Regions from separate parts of the Zea mays genome. Here region 1 is linked to region 2. Evidence: chromatin contacts called from public Hi-C data. All regions are on one chromosome and are shown on one strand. Each heading gives the region's core, a stretch centred on a gene start, on an enhancer-like site or on the middle of the called end of the contact. The rest is flanking DNA. Distances are from core to core; before and after follow the strand shown. Region 1 holds the start of LOC100283207 (guanylate kinase). Region 2 holds the start of LOC542420 (calmodulin).

Region 1 (4,888 bases), core at 1,211-3,710, 320 kb after region 2:
TTTGTGCTGATGGGGGTTACCAGCTGAGATTAGGAATCTTGGGGGTACCCCTAATTATGGTCCCCGACACCCTGCTACGAGCATTGATCAGCAATAGTGCCGGTAGCGTAAGCCACCAAATACTAGATGTAGAGGGACGTTATGTCCGAACTAGTATAGATCTTGCGCCCACTACGTACACTGTCTGGAGCTCAGAACACGCACACAAATTTACTTGTCAGAGCAAGGTTCGAAACACCGACAATCCGTGCAGTACGCACCTATATCCGTCTACCCTGACAAGTAGAGGTTCTTACCTCTTGGCGTATCCGTGGGTAAATAAATAATTCCATACTCGCATTTATATTAGGTAAAACATGTCCAGTAATCGGGTTTCTAGTATCCATTTTGTCACTCTTTCTGAGGATCCTAAAGGTCCGATTGGCCTCGATGTCCCGAGGGCCACAGGGTCCCGAACGTATATAGGGCCTTTGGCCACCCAACGACCATATGGGAACTCGGATGTCCTAATAAAACCTATCCACTATGCGTCTCAAGTGGCCCTAGCCTCCCAACAGCCACAACCCTCCTTCGAATGTCCAATGGACATGAGGGCAAGGCGTTCTCAGGCATATTGAGAACTACATGGGCCATGGACGACATGTTAAAAGACACAGGCTCCTTGAGGTTGTGTGTAATAGATTGAGCATATGATTATGCAAAATACTATTTTGCGTTATAGATTAAACTGTTTGTAGAGTGTTGTTTAAAATAATAGGTAAAAATATGAAATGTGATAGATGAGCTACTGGAGATAGCACGGCGTTTCGAAAAGCCATGGGCCCTCGAACGTCCAAGAACCACTCCCACCAAATATTTCGAGAGTAATAGGGCTTTGGGGTGTCCCAAGGAGGCAAAAGGACCATAGCATTCGACCTTCTTTAATATGTTTTTTGATTATTTTTATTTAATTAAATTAAATATACTTGTATAAATCTAAAATTAGGTCTTCTTGTTTACTATATGGACATTAAGATAATTTTTATAAACAAAGAGTTCGAGAAGAATATCTCTATGAATTGGTCAGATAAGGTTGTAGCAAACAATAAAAATGCATGCTGTGTAAACTATTAAAGGATTTGTAAGATATAAAACAATCACCTAAGCAATGGCACTAAAGATTCGGCCAAACTTTAACATCTGCCGAATATGTGAATTTTTTTGTTTCAAACTTTATAACACGCTCATAAAAGATCAAGATATCGATATTTATGGAAAGAACTAGAGTAAAATCCTTCTTATACATATTTTCATTATTAACAAAAAAAACTTTCCTAAAAAATTTAAATTAGGTCTTATTTTCAGGCCTTTTGGCTTTTTCCCATAGGATCGTCACAAGTCTCTACTATATTGAAGCACCATTTTTTTCTGGTTTCATGGTTTTCACTGTCGTTGTGCCCCTCATTTAAATTATAAAAATGCTAAAATTATGAACAAATGAGGATTCAAAACATGGTTATTGACTTTAAATCCACATTGACACTCAACTAGCCAATAAAACACATTTGTATTTGTGTTTTATATTCTATACTTAAGTGTACGAGTACTTTGCTAGTAAGACTTATATTATCAACTAGTACAATGCATGTGTGTTGCGACGACACACAATCATATTCGACATTTATAAAAAAATAATATCAAAGTAAATGTATGATTCACATATTAGATATTAAACATATAAGAACAAATATTAAATTTTAACTTAGCCAAAAGACCGAAAACATATGAGTTAAAAAGACTAGTGAGGTGATAATATGCGAGAGCGCTATGTTGTGTGTAGCTTCTTATCATGTTGAGCTTAAATGATTTCTCATAACATATTTATAGTATAACATGATATTAATAGCCGAAGAACGAGGAAAAGGAAGAGATCTACACGCACCATACATGAAACATGTGCTTTTAAAGGAGTAGAGAAATACTCCCTCTCTCCCAAAATACAGTTCTTTCAAGCTATTTTTTTCCACCGTATTCGAATGAATGATAATAAATATAGACATACATACAAACTATACTCATATGTTAATTAATGAATATATATTTAGTTTAAAATAAATTATATTTAGAGGCGAAGTGAGTATAAAAAACTATTATTAAGTTTTATTAACTCTTAACGTACTTACTAACCATGATCATAACACCCGCGTGTTACATCAAATGGTTTCCAACGTAACAAATTCACGTTAGGAATGTCCTTGTACAAATAAATTAAATAAAACGATTGAAAAAAAGGAAAATACGGATAGTTAGACACATCTACACACTGCTGCTTAGATACGATTCTTATCTGCCGCATGCTAATATTCGCACTAGTTCTAGAGAACACGCAAAGCCATATTCAAATTCGCTAACAAAATTTAAAAAAAAAACGAATATACTTTGAGTCTTTGACCACCGTTCACGTTCACCTCGATCGTTTATCCCTTGAACATGCCAAATTTGCGGCAGACGCGCACCCAAAACCCCACAAACACCATTGGCCTTCGCCTTCGCCCATCCTTTCCTACTCCAATCTCCACAGACCACAGTCCACACCCTCCGGGCGCCGGCCTCCACATCTCCATTCTTGTCCCGGAACCATGTCGATGCTTCTCTCGCGAAGGTTCTCCTGCGCCCTCGCCCGCGCCCGCGCCCCGTCGCTCGTACGGGGCCGGCCCCTTCCTCCCTGCGCCGCCCGCACCACCCCTCCGGCTCCCAGCTCCCCGCCCCGCCGCCTCATGTCGTCCTCCTCCGCCGGGTGGCAGCACTCCTCGCACCGCCCCCCGCCGCCGCCGCCTCCTCCTCATCCCGGTGCTGACAAGGTATTGGGTCACATGCTTATATTATTGACAATTTTGCCCCTTGGATGGCCTAAGGCTGAATGCCTGAATCGCTATTTGAACTTTTTATTCATATTTAAATACCGGCAACGACTGCTGTGTAAGCAGCAGTGTTTTCTGATCGTCCGATTAATCGCGATTAATCGGCGATTAATCGACTGATCGTCATCACGCATCCGATAAGGAGTACCGACGCGATCAGGGCGATCAGAAACCTGATCGTCCGATTAGTCGACGACTAATCGCGATTAGTCGTCCGACTAGATCGCGGACGATCAGTTTGGCCTGCTTCGTTTTTCACTGTTCGTTACTTCATTTCGGCCCACTCACTGCCACTACAGCCCAGCGCCCCAGCCCACTGCAGCAGTACAGCCCAAGCCCACTCAGTCACTCACTGTCACATGAAAGATGAAAGCGAGCAGAGGCCAGGCCACGCACGCAGGCAGCACGGTCCCATTTCTTTCGTGCTACTTTTTCATTTTGGTTCTTTATATAACATGTATAATGTGTGGCTGTGGCATGGTAAGAGAGCAGGCTACATTGAGCCAATGAGCCTTGTCAGTTTAGTAGCATAACAGTAGCAGACTATTTTATTTCTAGGGTCTTTGCCTTTAAGCCTATACCCATTATTTCTAGTGTTTAGCTGAAGTGCTGAACTGCTGAATCTGAATGCTGAATGCTGAATTTCTGATGTCTGGACCTCTGGTCGGTTTTCCCAGCCCTGGACGATCAGGAGCTCTGATCAACCGATCAGAAGCCGATTAATCGGACTGATCGTTCGATTAATCGCTCTAATCGTTCTGATCGGTCCTCTGGCGATCAGAAGCTGATCGCCGATCTGAAAACATTGGTAAGCAGTCCTTAGCTGCAAAGAAGCTTCCTGATCCAGCCAAAGATGTAACTGTGGTTTGTTAAGGGTTTTTAAATGAAGTTACACAAGCATGTGGTAGAAGGGTTTTAGTGTTAAATGTGACATATGGTTGAATAATGATCTAACGGATGGAAAAGCTCGCTTGCACATAAGGTTTGCTTGCACAACCGTCGTAGTGTTAAATACCTCCTCTAAAAGATTGTTCCATCTGTGTCACCTCTAAATACACATAGTTATCAGATAATTAAACTTAAAAAGGTTAATTCGCAGTTAAAAGACTAATTAGTATTCCCTCCGTTCTTTTTTATTTGTCGCGTTTTAGTTCAAAAATGAACTAGCCGACGATAAATATTCGAGAACGGAGGTAGTAAAAGAGAAGATATTAGATCTCGAGGGGGAGGAGCCCCTCTCCCCCATGCAGAGGTCCCCCGAGGAGGAGGCGTTGGACGCCCTCAGGGCCTTGTCGTACACGCCAAAGGGGTCAGGGGGCACGGGGTGTGCCATTGGAATGGGTCTAAGTGCCTTCCGTCCTGTCTGTGCCACTGCAGGACCAGCTGTTCAGGGGGCTGGAGGCGGCGCTGGGCACCGCGTTCAGCTCCGAGCCGCTGGCGCCGCCACCGCAGCCTATGATCCTCGTCATCAGCGGGCCCAGCGGTGTCGGCAAGGACGCCGTCATCAAGGTGACACATCATCGGTCATCACAATCCCTAATCCCACTTACCTTTGCTGCAGGACATTGGTTTCTGATTGGCTTCACAATGCCGGGTGTGGGTTGTTCTGCAGAGGCTGCAGGAGGAGAGGGAAGGGATCCATTTCGTTGTCACCGCGACAAGCAGGGCGATGAGGCCAGGTGAAGTTGAAGGGAAAGACTATTACTTTGTCAGTAAGGAGGAATTTCTGACGATGATTGAGAGGGAGGAGTTGCTCGAGTATGCTCTTGTTTATGGGGAGTACAAGGGGATCCCCAAACAGCAGGTATTCTATCATGGTTATATCATTACCTATTTGCGTCAGAACAGTTTCTTACCTGCAGATTGGTGTGCATACACATGCTGGATAAGTTAAAATTTCAGAAAAAGCAATACCTAACAGTTAACGATTACCATATGCACTAACAATGGTTTACTTATGCGCTTACGATGTTATATGACTATTCAGC
Region 2 (5,159 bases), core at 1,269-3,768:
GAAAATTCTCCGCCACCGCGCCAGGAGGCCTGTGGCGTTCGCAATAACTTTGGGCGCTGTCCTCCGATTCAGGGAGCGGTTTCTTTAACCGCGCCGCTGCTGCCAAAAAAAAGGCGCTGGCAGCGCGTGCGTGCGGTAGCGTTGTACTGACACAGGAGGAGGAACCGTCCAGACACAGTCTCGTCACCCGTCCAGACACGGTTCACGTAGAGGAACTGCCAAGTGACGCCACTGTGCTAGCGCCGGGCTACCAGCAGTTACTGCTGGCTGTGCCCGTTCGGTTCGGTTGTGTTGTGTTGTACTACAAGTCAATCGAATGATTGTTCGTTGCAGGCCAGCGGACGCAACGCATGCATGTAGGGCCGGGGTCGTCAGACAGAGAAAAGATCGAAGATGCTCGCAGCTGCTGGCGAACAAGTTGTGCCGGCACGGCTGGGCTGCACCAGTTGGTTGATGGTGTGCGTAGTGCGTACGTGGCTCCACGTACGTCGGCAAGACAGCAAAAGGAAAGATTAGAGCTGTGCCGTCATAGTAGATTACTACGGGGTTTTTGCTGCCGAGGAGGCGAGGACGTCACTAACGATCGCGGCAGCAGGTCTGACTTCCGGTCGCCATCGCCACGATCCTCGAGTCTGCGTAAAAGAAGACGCGATACTCTGACGCTGTGAGCTAGCAAAGGCCTCATGATATATATCGGTCTCTTTTGTCATTTTGGCAGCTTGCTAGCAAAAAGGCACGACCGGTCTAGGTCACCACCAGCCCATGGAAAAGAAATCGTAAGGAAAGACATGCTGCCCAGCCCGGTCCAGGAGTAGGGCATCTCTCCCGAGCTAGTTATCCGAGCCCATTGGGAACGCAGACGAAAGACATACCGGAACAGGGCCCACGTTTCACTTTGGCACAGGAAGGAAAGCTCCATAGCCGCCATTCTCACATGCATGCCACACCGGCCATAGGCACTGCGCACTCTCTCATGTCTCTCATCGAGTGACCGACATGATTGGCATCCCGAGGCAGCCTGGGCATTTGAACCTTGACCAGATCCCAAGCTTCCTCCTTCCCTCCCTGGCGCGCCCCGAGATGGAAATCCAATCGCAGGACTTTTTGCAAAGCTTGATTAAAAAGCAACAAGGCAAGTAGGCGGCGGGTGATGGTGCCAACTGCCAACAGCCATGGATGCCGCTACCCTGCTCACTCTCGCTGGCCAAAAGCGTCAAAGCGGGAAGCCTGCTTTTGAAGCTAATATCTGTGCCATTGTTGGTAGGTACTGGTACTGTACCCTACGAGAGCATCAAAACTGGAATGGAAAAGCAAAGAGTCCAACGAATCATGAATGGGCCTTTCTTTCCTCCATCCTACAGAGTACGTACTCCCTCCTTACAAAACATCTGGTTGGGCTCTAGTACGCGCTACAAGATGCGGCCGCAGCCCGCAGGCCCAGGACCTACGGGAGACGGTACGCGTGCGTAGCTGACGACGTGGCATCGGCGGGGAGCCGGCTCCGCGTCCGAACCGCGTCCGGGGTAATACGGTAATATCCGCCGCTTGGAAAACTGGAGCGTGCCGCCCCCTGTTTGGAAGTCATGGGCACTTTTGTTTATAGCTGGACGCCTGGGCCACATGGCGTCATATCTGCATTTTTCCAAAAAAAAAAAAAAATTACGAACCCACCCTTGCCGAGTTGACGTTCCTTCTGGTTGTGGGTATTTTTTTATAAACTACTCTCTCTGTATAAATAAAATTAATTTTAAAGAATATATATAAAGCAAACATAGTTCGATATATCCTGAATATACTTTCATAGTTTATTCTCTAATGATAGATGCTAATGCTTTCTCTACAATAATGGTAAATAACTTAACTTATGACAAACTAAAGATATGGAGTAAGTAGGGTTAAGGTTCAACCGCCCAAGGCATCGGTACAGGCCCCATGTCTTCCGGTTGAAACTAGTGCCAACATATATTTGAACTAAAGATCGCATTGCCAAGATCTCACTTGTCACAATTCACAGCTAGCAAGTCTCATATCCTGTAGCTTCCTTATATGCTACCCTGTTCCATGTATGTGCTAGTACGACGGAGATCACGATGGGACGATCCATGGCATTGATAGATCCGGCCACAACACAACATGCACGCACGCACGCATAATAAACCACGACGTCGACACCTCCCAAATGCTGGTGAACAAACAACAGCCAAGCCGTGCCCAACCGAAGTGTTGGACAAGCGAGCCAGGTCATCGCATCGCCGAAAGTTGTGCCTGGCGATAGAGCCAGCCCATGATGGTACGTCCCAATCAGTGACCGCGTCCAGCATATCGGGCCATCTCGCACACTGGCATCCCCTGTCAGTCCAGCCTGGGCCAAGGGGCACCACGCCACCACCACAGCCGGCAAGGGCAGTTCGGGGAATTCGCGGGGAAGGGAGGGCGTGGACGGCGGAACGGAGCGGACGGGCCGCCGGCCGCACGCGCATATAAAAATCCCGGTAAAATTCCCCCCCCACCCCCGACGCGACGCCTCAAATCGCTCCCTGCCTCTGGTCACCTCGCTTCCGCTCCCGGCTCCCCTCCGGCCACCCAGACATCGTCCGTTCGCTCGCCAAGAGACAGGACCGGAGACCATGGCGGACCAGCTCACCGACGACCAGATCGCCGAGTTCAAGGAGGCCTTCAGCCTCTTCGACAAGGACGGCGACGGTAAGCTGTTACGCCTCCCGCGTCTCCTTCCTTCGTTCCTTAGCTGTAGTTATTACTGCCTGCCTTGATCTGTATCTACCATGTTGTAGGCTCTCCTATTAGCTGTAGCTGCGCGAATTACCTTGTCTTGACTGCTCTTCACCTGACGTTAGAAACCCAACCCAGGGATTCCGCAAGCCGCATACCTGTTCGTGGCCGCTGTGCGTGAGCCTAAAATTTTGGCCGCGTAGAGCATGCGCCAGCGAGACTGTACGGGCGGTAAAACTTTAGTAGTGCTGTGCAACCAAGAGATGGTGATGCGGCGGCACGTCCCTGCTGCACGGCTGCTCGTGGGTGGGGGAGATCTCGTCTGATTGGGTCCGGGTCCGCGAAAAAGCGCCGCTGCGATCTAGATCGACGTGGTTGCTCGTCGCCGATCGATCCAGATGTGGTGAAGCAGTTAGGCCGAGATCCGGCCCCTTGCTGTCCCACGTGGACCGAGTCCGGCTGGGGCCGCTTTATTTGTAGGCAGTAGGTAGGCGTCAACCAGAACGTTCGTTTGTGGTCGGGGTTGGTTTGGTCGTGGCAGGCAGGAGGGGGCACACACGGACACACATGAGACTTCGGTATGGTTTGAATTGACACTGCATCACCTTTTTAGCTGGCATTATATGCTTATCTATGTCTATGAGCAGGGGTGAGAACTTTCTAGGGCTAGTTTGGAAACTTAAATCCCCTCGAATCCTGGAGGGGATTTAAGTTCTTAAACTAGCCCTACAGGGCAGAATTAACCGTGGAAGAAATTTTCCTCAGGTTATTAGTGTAGGCTGGGGCACGTATTGGCAAGGATCCGATAGCAGTGGAGAAAAAAATTGTCCATATTTTGTATAGACCTGACAGTGGCTTTGGGCATGCTCAGATTTTCATTCATGTTCTGGGGGTTTTGGTTATATCTCCATGGTTTGGGAACACGGGTGTAGGGAGTGGGAGATAATTGGAATTTTCCCACTCCCAATGTTGTCTTCTTGTTATAATTACCACTGTGCCTATGAATTATGGATCCAGCTGGGTCTATGAAATGTGAGCCTGATGGCAATTTTACAAACTTGTTTTTTGCTGGTGTCAAATATCAGAATCTCTTAGCGAGCGGTAGTAAAGCGTGGTTGCCACCTGCTGCTTGTCAGGAGTTTGGAAGTGCAGGGGAGGGCAGTTTGGAAGTCCTGGCTGCTTGTGTGGCGCCGGCCTGTGCTGCCTTTGCACTGTCCAGGTTGCCTATGGCGCAACATTGGTTGAGGTTCTACACTGACATTTTAGAGGCTTGGAGCATACTTAAAGATTAGGCCTCTTCTATATAAATAAAATTTTACTAATATACGCATACCTTTTTATCAGCAAAAAGGAGCATGATATCAAAAATGTATCAATTATTCATATAATATCTTAAAAGTTTCTTGTAATATTTTTTTATGAAGTCATAAATGCTGGTGTGATATCAACCCCGTCCAATAACAATATATAAAATTGCCAAACCCTTCGGTTGTTTTTGAGACATTGTAGACCTTAAATGATTCTGAAACAATTTCAGTTTCCTTTCAGCTCATGCCACAATCACATGCATGATAAATAAGATCCAATAAACAATAGATATGTTAGGCTAAGAATCCATGTTTTTTGACATACTAAAAAAATCTGCATAGATGACATTGATGTTTCTAGAAAAAACTATGTTTAGAACCCTTAACTCAAAAATTATATCATTTACCTCAACATCAAATGAACATGCAAAGAGAATGTTTCTGTAAATTTAGTAAATGGTAATGGTTGTGACGTGATGATTGTGATGTTATATGTTAGATTGTTATATGCATGGCGCTCAGTTTTTAGGTATGAAGTACACATGCAGTGGTTCCATTTAGTAAGGATATTTTTTAAAATCAAGACAATCCTGCTTAGTTCAGGGTCTGTTTGGAACATCTAGAGCTAATAATTAGCTGTGGATTTCCAAACACTCTCAACTAAAAACTCCAGCTAATTGTCAGGTACCTCACAACTAAGAATTAGTCATTAGCTGGCTCAAGCTAAACCCAGTTAACAATTTGTTAGCTGGCTAACTATTAGTTCTAGCGGTTCTAAACGGGGCCTTACCGTATAGCTAATGATTGGCATAGGGAGGTATCACAACCCAGATTATATCTCAGGAGTTAGCCAGTTAGGTACCAAATATTGTGCTAAAATTTCGATACATCCATAGTTATACTTTGGTGGTACTTCCATAGTAGTGTAAAGGCTCTGCCAAAGACTTGGGATCATCTCCTACCTTTCAGGCTGGTTCTGGATAAATGGTTTTCTGACCATCAACCTTCTAAACCATTTGTTAGATCTATGCACCAGAATTTTAATAGTCGTGTCCTTTTGTGAACCAGATGTTTATTGTGACAACTTCTCAGGCTGGTTAAGCATTTGACGTCACTGCTGTG

The links. A called contact is a pair of places that touch in the nucleus more often than the background predicts.
Region 1: a Hi-C map of leaf shows a contact between it and region 2, with 3 times the contacts expected there. The contact joins the promoter of LOC100283207 here to the promoter of LOC542420 in region 2. A contact is called at or near these places in 2 of 25 Hi-C or Micro-C datasets (leaf and tassel).

What each region holds. Positions count from the first base shown.
Region 1 is chr1:52,292,746-52,297,633 of Zm-B73-REFERENCE-NAM-5.0, forward strand. LOC100283207 (guanylate kinase) reads left to right here and starts at 2,461. Exons shown (of 4, transcript NM_001371900.1): 1 at 2,461-2,840; 2 at 4,278-4,409; 3 at 4,513-4,704. The coding sequence starts at 2,619.
Region 2 is chr1:51,976,138-51,981,296 of Zm-B73-REFERENCE-NAM-5.0, forward strand. It overlaps LOC542420 (calmodulin), which reads left to right and starts at 2,519. Exons shown (of 2, transcript NM_001294152.1): 1 at 2,519-2,703. The coding sequence starts at 2,628.